3 separate regions of the Mus musculus genome follow, and all the other regions are linked to region 3. A link is a contact called in public HiChIP or PLAC-seq data. All regions are on one chromosome and are shown on one strand. Each heading gives the region's core, a stretch centred on a gene start, on an enhancer-like site or on the middle of the called end of the contact. The rest is flanking DNA. Distances are from core to core; before and after follow the strand shown. Region 1 overlaps Cask (calcium/calmodulin-dependent serine protein kinase (MAGUK family)). Region 2 overlaps Cask (calcium/calmodulin-dependent serine protein kinase (MAGUK family)). Region 3 overlaps 2010308F09Rik (RIKEN cDNA 2010308F09 gene).

Evidence for each region. HiChIP or PLAC-seq counts read pairs in DNA pulled down with a chosen protein or histone mark.
Region 1: a contact with region 3 is called in an H3K4me3 HiChIP or PLAC-seq map of the 230-238 cell line, with 13 read pairs. The contact joins two enhancer-like sites. A contact is called at or near these places in 5 of 39 promoter capture datasets (the HPC-7 cell line, hematopoietic stem and progenitor cells, macrophages and 2 more), 5 of 484 Hi-C or Micro-C datasets (the C10 cell line, the HPC-7 cell line, bone marrow-derived macrophages and 2 more), 13 of 115 datasets of contacts at active chromatin or transcription factors (the 230-238 cell line, the NIH/3T3 cell line, the SCID.adh cell line and 9 more) and 4 of 9 other capture datasets (adipose tissue, liver, macrophages and 1 more).
Region 2: a contact with region 3 is called in an H3K4me3 HiChIP or PLAC-seq map of bone marrow-derived macrophages, with 3 times the contacts expected there. The contact joins two enhancer-like sites. A contact is called at or near these places in 1 of 484 Hi-C or Micro-C datasets (embryonic fibroblasts) and 7 of 115 datasets of contacts at active chromatin or transcription factors (the 230-238 cell line, astrocytes, bone marrow-derived macrophages and 3 more).

What each region holds. Positions count from the first base shown.
Region 1 is chrX:13,669,156-13,671,855 of GRCm38.p6, reverse strand. The region is part of intron 5 of Cask (calcium/calmodulin-dependent serine protein kinase (MAGUK family)); the gene reads left to right. Among named protein-coding and RNA genes, the nearest start is that of Gpr82, 9.1 kb to the right of the region's middle. Within about 2 kb of position 1,360, at least 22 of the 459 cell types and tissues checked have an H3K27ac peak or open chromatin away from gene starts, as enhancers often do. A contact at or near this core is called in the 230-238 cell line and the SCID.adh cell line, where this site is marked.
Region 2 is chrX:13,598,121-13,600,820 of GRCm38.p6, reverse strand. It overlaps Cask (calcium/calmodulin-dependent serine protein kinase (MAGUK family)), which reads left to right. Exons shown (of 27, transcript NM_001284503.1): 10 at 365-464. Among named protein-coding and RNA genes, the nearest start is that of Gm34836, 30 kb to the right of the region's middle. Within about 2 kb of position 1,265, at least 41 of the 459 cell types and tissues checked have an H3K27ac peak or open chromatin away from gene starts, as enhancers often do. A contact at or near this core is called in bone marrow-derived macrophages, where this site is marked.
Region 3 is chrX:13,241,201-13,243,900 of GRCm38.p6, reverse strand. The region is part of intron 1 of 2010308F09Rik (RIKEN cDNA 2010308F09 gene); the gene reads left to right. Among named protein-coding and RNA genes, the nearest start is that of 2010308F09Rik, 5.2 kb to the left of the region's middle. RefSeq lists an enhancer at 1-2,700. Within about 2 kb of position 1,345, at least 363 of the 459 cell types and tissues checked have an H3K27ac peak or open chromatin away from gene starts, as enhancers often do. A contact at or near this core is called in the 230-238 cell line, the SCID.adh cell line and bone marrow-derived macrophages, where this site is marked.

The DNA.
Region 1 (2,700 bases), core at 111-2,610, 430 kb before region 3:
ACTTTAGTAACTTACCTAAATTTAGTGTGATTCCGGTGTTTATTCTAGTGGGTAATCCTGCTTGCCAGTCATTGTAAAACCTTCATAGCTGTTAGGTCTCAGGACATCCATATATATCCAGAAATCCCCCAACTTCACCCCTCACATATAATACCAATATATTTCACATGACTAATTATTTAAAATGTCACTTGTTTTGTTATGTTAATCTTTGTTTACTTCCTTTTAATTAGTTAAGAAAATAGAAGGCCATGACAATACTCCACTTTCATGAGGGAATCTTCAGTTTAATTTGTCTCGTCTAGCTAACAATTATATGTTTGCATTCTCTCTCTCTCCCCCTCTCTTTCCTTTCCCTCTTCCTTTCTTCTCCCCTTCCCCTTTCCTGCCTTACCAGATTACCTAAAAGCAGATTTTTATGTTGATTAATTACATTTTTCTTCTGCTTGGTATCTGTTTCCTTTTGAAATCATAATAATGAAGTTGAACGAGGTGTTTTGGTTAGATTTGAGTACATAGTACCACGAAGCCACAGTGGAAACTGCTGGCATTGGAGAAGCAATTTCTCAAGAAATTGCACTTTTTAAAATGGTGAGTCTTTGCAGTTTAGGGAGCCGTGTCATGATGATGTAGGATCTCGCAGCAGTCTACTATTGAGATTGGGGTTTGACACTTAGTTTTGGGAAGCTGTCTAAGATGTTTTAATATGCCTAAACAGTACCCTGACCTTTGCCCAGTAAATGCCAGTATAATATCTCCAACCCTCCAAGTTGTGGCAACCAAAAACGTCTCCTGAGGCATAAAACTGCCCTCAGATAACACCCATTGTTGTAATATTATATTGCGGTTTACCTCCTTGTAGACATTAATTGAGGTATGTATATTCTTTTTTTCATCCATCTTCTTCCCTTTCTTTATCTTGTAAAAAGTTGGGGAAATTTCCATTATGATGAAGTGATCCCCCTTTGTCCTCTCACCCCTGACTCCAGAGAACTTTGGATAGAATCAGACCATTGACAAGGTCAGTACAGCTTCTAGCTCCTTGGCTGACTCTTGACTCTCAGCTCCCCTGAACCCCAAAGCATCGCCTGGGTTTGCAGAGACACAGCACACTTCAGCCCTCTGTTTCTCTCTCACTCTGGTACAACTTTAGTAATTGAAGACAAAGTAAAGCAGTTTGGCGTACAGACTGCTGGCCAAACACAATTACTTTCCATTCTGAGTGGGGCCTGGCCCAGGAGGTTTGAGAGCTCAGTATTTAGTTCTCAAAACTGCTAGCCTCAGGTGCATATACACTCCATCTAAGGCCTCCTACCTCAAGGTTTCTGGGTGTGCTTCCTCAATGGTTTCCTTTGTAGCCTTTGTCATCACGCCTGACTGCTCTTTGGACCCTTTCTGGTCTCAGTTCTCCTTTCACCTGCTAAGTGCCTGACTTTCTTATAAATGTGCATTCTCCACAGTTACAGTAAACAATGGTGGCCGCAGCAGTGTGGATCTCATGTAGTGTTCCTTCCTCTTGTGCTCCCTCACTGGCATTTCTTTTATACCAACTACCACAATTCCAAAAGTCCCTGTGTTATAGTTTTAAAGAATTACTTCTCATCAAAACCAACTCACATTTAATTCTTTTTTAATTGAAAATATTTTTCATCACAATATATTCTGATTATGGTTTTTCCTCCCCATACTCCCAGTTCTTTCCCATCTCCTCTCCCATCCAGACCCATTCCTTTCTGTCTTTATTATAAACAGCTCACTGATAATTAGTACTTGAGAATGACTTTAAGGTCCTTGAGCATCTTACCCACATTTTATCTGATTATAGGCTCTTAATCATTGGACTCTAAAAAATTTCTCACAAATTTTTAAAGGATGAATATTTCTTTTGCTTATTGGAAATAGTTCCTTCCAATACTCCTCACCTGAGCCCAGGGGAGCATGTGTCATATAACCAGATAGGTTTTCCATCAGTTATAAAATGTTTCTGTCTCTAGTAACTTTTGAAATGATATCAAAGGGGGTAGGGGGGACCAGATGGCAATCCCCAGCTTTAGGCCACACTACTGAAATGCTCAGCAATTCCCTTTGTGTGCCTGCTGGCTTTCCTTTCACCTACTTATCTATCATAGCTCCCATCCTGACAGGCTGTAAGGAAGTCCTCATCAAATCAGAACCAAGGGCCATCTTCCTCTCCTACCCAGGGAAGACAGAGTTGCTTCAGATTAAATGGTGCATCTTAAATTTTGTTTGCCCAGTCTTAATGGTTTAAATTCCTGGTTTATAATTTCACAATTGCCTTAAGGAAAGAGTGCATGAGGAAGGAAGAAAAGGGAATCATTCCTGTTTTCTATAGTTAAAATATTATTTGAGATTTCTAAAATACAAACTTTAAAATTAGGATAGATTTAGGAAGTTATACTTTATAAAATATTTTTCTATAATATCAAATAACCAACTCTTTAATACTTTGAAAAATTCAACATGATTTATAGAAATCATACAAAGACAAATATATTAAATAAGCTCAATGTATAATTTAATATAGCTTCCATTTCCTGCCAGAATGAGCAATCTGAAGAGAAACTGCATACCTCTTTGCATATCACCTTTTAAATATTAGTAATTCTAGTTTGCCAATATCATTTATCTTTAACATGGTAAATAGAACTGTAAAGCAATTTTCAAAAAACAGAAAACCAA
Region 2 (2,700 bases), core at 16-2,515, 360 kb before region 3:
TTTTTCCAAAAAAAGAAATCAGAATATGCACTGTTTTGAAACCTTTTAAAAAATATGATTTATTACAAGAATCTTCCTATTTCATTAAATAACCTTCTACAGCATCATTTTATGACAGAATTTTGTACCATTTAATATATGTGCAAGTCCAAAATGTAATTAGTTTATACACTTCATTCTGCATATGGAATTCATGTCAAGTATTCCGAAGTTGTTTTGTGACACCCCCCCCCACCCTCTCTTCTAGCCAACGTGACTTACAAATGTCACTTTCTGACTAATCCTTAAGCTTAGAATAACAATTAGTAATGCCTTATGTTTGCATGTTTGTTGTAATTGTGTACTTTTTCATCTTCTCCTGCAGGGTGCAGTACTAGCTGCTGTGTCAAGTCACAAATTCAATTCCTTCTATGGGGACCCTCCTGAAGAGTTGCCAGATTTCTCCGAAGACCCTACCTCCTCAGGTAACTGGGTAATTTGCTCTTCACCAGTGGGAATCACTTGCCATCTCTTTTCTCTTCCATTCTGAATAGTCTTTGTGGGACTATTTAGTCAAGTCCTCTGAGAGATTCTAAGGAAGTTTGTCACCCACAAAATCATACTTACATATGTCTGGTTCCTCTTTATTTGAATACCAAAACTGTCCTCTCTGAATGCTCCCAAACCAACATTATGCCAGTTTCTTTTTTACCTCAATACTTCTTCCCCTTTGTACAGTCCAAACTCTGAACTGCATTTCCTTCCCTCTATTGTTGTAGTTAGATTCACTGGATCTCGATGATCATCTTCTCCCACTGCAAAACCTTCTAATGTCCTGCTTTGTTTATTTACTTAGCTCTCTTTTGTTTATTTACTTAGCTCCTGACTCATATGTCATCTGGCCTCAGCTTTACTTCTGTTAGAGACGAAAATTTTATGTGGTGGAATTTTCCCCTCTGATTTGATTTTTTTTCTATTCTTCTTTAAACTGGCTTCTTTAATATTTGCGTATGAGCATTAGAAACTTGACTCAGGACTCGTCCTACAGCATGAGTAGTATGTCCTACAGTCAGCAGTAGAAGAGTGCTTTTCCCTGGAGGGTCTGGAATTGTCTGTCAGTGCTTAGCTTCTGCCCTCTTCTCATGCACATACAGATTCAAAAGCTCTTGCCAATCAGTATGTACCTATACCATATGCAAATGACCAGACTGAGTTTCCTAGTCCAGCAGGTGTGTGCTTCCTCCTTTTGTCTTTTACAAATCGGGATATGACTCTTCCTCTTTTGAGCAAAGGTGATTTCCAAACATATTCAGAAACTTAGAGAAGTGACTGGGCTTCCTCTTGTGCTGTGGCATGGTTGTGACTGGCCACGTCCTCTGGATCACTTCATCTCTGCCCTTCTTTTCTTCCTACTATATGTTGTTCCCATCCCCTGGACCATTTTTAGAAGTTGAACATCTCCCTCTGGCTTTCAGCATAGATTACAGTTGGCCCTATTTAGGGAACATGGATCCAGGCATAATTTTTATTTTGTATCTGTGATGACATGAAAGAGGCACAGCTTTACTATATTTAGAATAAATTATCTCTTCAGGATTTATGGTCAACGACTATCACTTTCATTTTTGAAATGAGCCTAGAAAACAGTATAGTCCTTAATCTTGAGAATTTGCCTTTAATTAATATTTTCCTCTGCCCACTGACAACTTAATAGCACCTTAAGTGTTCTTTTCCTGGAAGAATTGAAATTTTTCTTTACAAAAAGAAATTATATTTGTAAACATGCTTGCTTATATTAAATATATTTTATCACCTGGTCCTCTTTAGTATATTTTTTAAATGATTTGATTGAAACAGTTCCTTTAGTGTAAATCTATGTTTTTAAACAAGCAAACAAACAGCAACAACAACAACAAAACCTTCCACCGTCTTGTAGGCTGCCTTCAGGATTTCATATTAATTGTTTCCAATTGAACATTTCTTCTTCGCTTTCCTTTCCTGCAGTCTCACTTTGTTACATTCTTTTTTCGTCTCTTTAATTCTGGGTACGTCATGATCTTCTAAGCAGTATATATTTTATTTATTTTTTTTGATAACTTTGGGTTGGAAGGCGATTTTTTTTATTTCTTTTTTTAATTAGGTATTTATTTCATTTACATTTCCAATGTTATCCCAAAAGTCCCCCACAAGTTCCCCCACCCACTCCCCCACCCACCCACTCCCACTTCTTGGCCCTGGCGTTCCCCTGTACTGGGGCATATAAAGTTTGCACGACCAATGGGCCTCTCTTTCCACTGATGGCCGACTAGGCCATCTTCTGCTACATATGCAGCTAGAGACATGAGCTCTGGGGGTACTGGTTACTTCATATTGTTGTTCCACCTATAGGGTTGCAGATCCCTTTAGCTCCTTGGTTACTTTCTCTAGCTCCTCCATTGGGGGCCCTGTGATCCATCCAATAGCTGACTGTGAGCATCCACTTCTGTGTTTGCTAGGCCCCGGCATAGTCTCACAAGAGACAGCTATATCTAGCAGTGTATATTTTAAATGGCCATGGTAAATATCTGTAAAGGACTTTTTCAGTGATGCTATCTGGGTGCTACAAGCGAAAAGTAGAATTAGAATCAAGTGAAAAGTAAAATTAAAATCTAAATGGAAATCACTACCCCAAGTAAAGGAGACATTTTTATGTGGTCAGAAGTCAGAAGCAAAGGAGATTTT
Region 3 (2,700 bases), core at 96-2,595:
GAGCAAGTAAGGCATCCAGGATAATTTACAGAAGTCAGTTGGTTCTCTCCTTCCACCATGTGAGTCCTGAGAATCAAAGTGAAGCAGTTGAGCTTGGCAGCAAATAACACCTTTACAGGCTGAGCCATCTCACCGTCTCACCGTCCCAACTGAATGGACTTGAATGGGAACAGTGTCTTCATTATTTACCGGTCAGACATAAACAGCATCCGGATCCGGTTACATCCTTAAAAACTAGCACTCTTACTCTTGCCCACCTTGCCCCTACCCTTCACTCTGTGGGCAGCCTTCTGTCTTCCTCCTTTTTAGTGGCGCGTTTTTAATAAGGCTAGCATAGAACTCAAACTCTCCTTTCTCGGTGTTAGGATTACAAGTGTGCGCCACCACACCCAGCTTCGTCTTCTGTTTTACTTAGTGCCTTCCTGGTTCTCTGTATGAGGCTCTGCCCTCTAATCTACAGGCAACCCTAGAGCAATGTCCCCATAGTCCTAACCTTAATGACTCCGGATGGCCGTGGAGTCAGCTCCAGCAGCACTCTCTCCCACTGGCTGAGAGTGGCCATACCCTTTCCTAAAACAGCTCAGAGATTACTTTAACATTCAAGCAGCAATCCATCAGAGAGATCCCAGTCTGCATTCTAGTGGCTTAGCTGGCATGTGACAACCCAAGGAAACTAACTAGGTCATGTTTTTCGTTTTCCTACACAGCTTAAACCAAGATTCCAAAAGGCTTTCTTTGTACCCAGTAGCTCCAGCAGTTGCAAATCCTCTCCAGGAGTTCCTTCAAGCCAGAATCTTTTTGGCCTCATCCGTTTCAGGCTGGAGAGAGGAAAGAAATATTTATGAGACTTGGTCTCCGCCTTGGGGAGAAATAAACCCATAATCACTACTGTGTTCTGAGACTTGAGGATCGAGAGGAACAAAGGGCATGAGTGTGCGCATGTGCGCAGCTCCACCCCTGCCCCCAACATTCCCCCAAGGGGGGCACAAATCCCTCCCCCACTGCACAGCCCTGGATCTGAGTTCTGCCTGAGTGACTGAGGGAGGACTCTCAGCAGACTGTTGGAGGCGGGAAAAGCCAGGCAGGGACATGGTTTCTGCGTGTAGACTCAGCCTGATCTCACCAGGAACTCAGGACTAGACCCTGCGTCCCAGCATCTCCTCGACTCCATCTTAAGAGTTTCGGCGTGTTGCCGGCTCCTGAACACAACTTCCTGATATACTTAGGATTTTTGGCTTTATACTTTCAAGGGAGTTCAACCACTTTCTTTCTGATCTTGTTACTGTGTCTCGTTTGCATATGTAGGTTCTAATAGCGCCATCAAAATGAACTGGGCAGGAGAGGCACCCTGGGATACTCTGCCGCGCCGCAGCGGCAGCGGCAGCTGCACAGGAAAAGTGGTGGGTAGCAAAGTCGAGCAAGATCTTAGCTGGAGACAAAGCTGGACAGGATGGTGAGAAGGCTAAAACAAGATCTCACTATATAGGCCAGGCTAGGCTCAAACTCGTGTTCCTCCTGCCTGCCTTTGCGTCTGAGTGCTCGAATTACAGGCATGTACCGCCATGCCTGGCTTGTTACTCCATTTCTTTCTTTTAATTTAAAAAAAAAAAAAAAGCTCGTGTGTCTCTTTTCCTGCGTGATGAGGGAGTGGGTGGGGGAGGGCATGTGGAGATCAAAGAACACAGCTTTGTGCAGTCGGCTTTCTCCTTTATGTCGGTTTCAGGTCGTCGTTTGCACTATGAGAGCTTTATCCACTGAAATATCTGGCTGGCCCTTGATATTCTGTTTCTTAGTGCTGTTATTTTACACCCAGAAGATTGTCCCTTTCATCTAATTTTCCAAATTCGCCAGCAGATTGCTCACAGCGATCGCATGTGCTTTTCCAATGTCTTCTAAGTACCGCTTTCCTCCCCGCGGTGCTGCCTGCCATCCATCTTGTGGTGCTGGGGCTGCGGGGATGACTTCCTGGCCATGCTTTGGAATGCCAGCCTAAATAAGCATATTGTCCCTTTACCGATAAGGTAGGAAGGGTTTACCAGTTACAGGGAGGAAGCCAGGGGTCTCACGGCTTGTAAAGGACATTTAATTTAGTTCTTTCTCCGACAGGAAATATAAGTCTGCAGAAAATACTGCCTGGTTTTGTCATTGCCTGGCTTAAAATGTCCCCCTCGCACTGAATCCAAATTACTTGGCCAGACTCACAGGATCCTAAGGAATTGGCCATCCATAAATCACCGCCCGGTGTGGAACTTAGAGCTAGCAAGAATGCCAGAGGCAAGGGCACTCTGCAAGGGAAGGGTGCCTCCACTGAGCCCAGAAGTGAGACTAAGGCAAGTGAGGTGAGCTGCATGCTAATGTGTAAAGCACAGCTGCAGACACAAACAAGCTGCAGGGCTTTTGAAGTTGTTCTCAACCTGGGGGGGGGGGGGAGACCCCTTTGGAGACCCTTTTATAAGAGTCGTCCAAGAGTATCGGAAAACACAGATGCTTACACTACAATTCATAACGGTAGCAAATTTGCAGTTATGAAGCGGCAACAAAAATAATGTTATACTTCTTGGTCACCACAACGTGAAGAATGTATTGAAGAGTGTCAGCATTAGAAAGGGCAGTTAGACCAGTTCCAGGAGCCAGGAAACATTGGCAAGTGGGGAGGGGAAGATAGGAGAGTGAGTTTTAGGCAACAGAAACTGCTAAGTG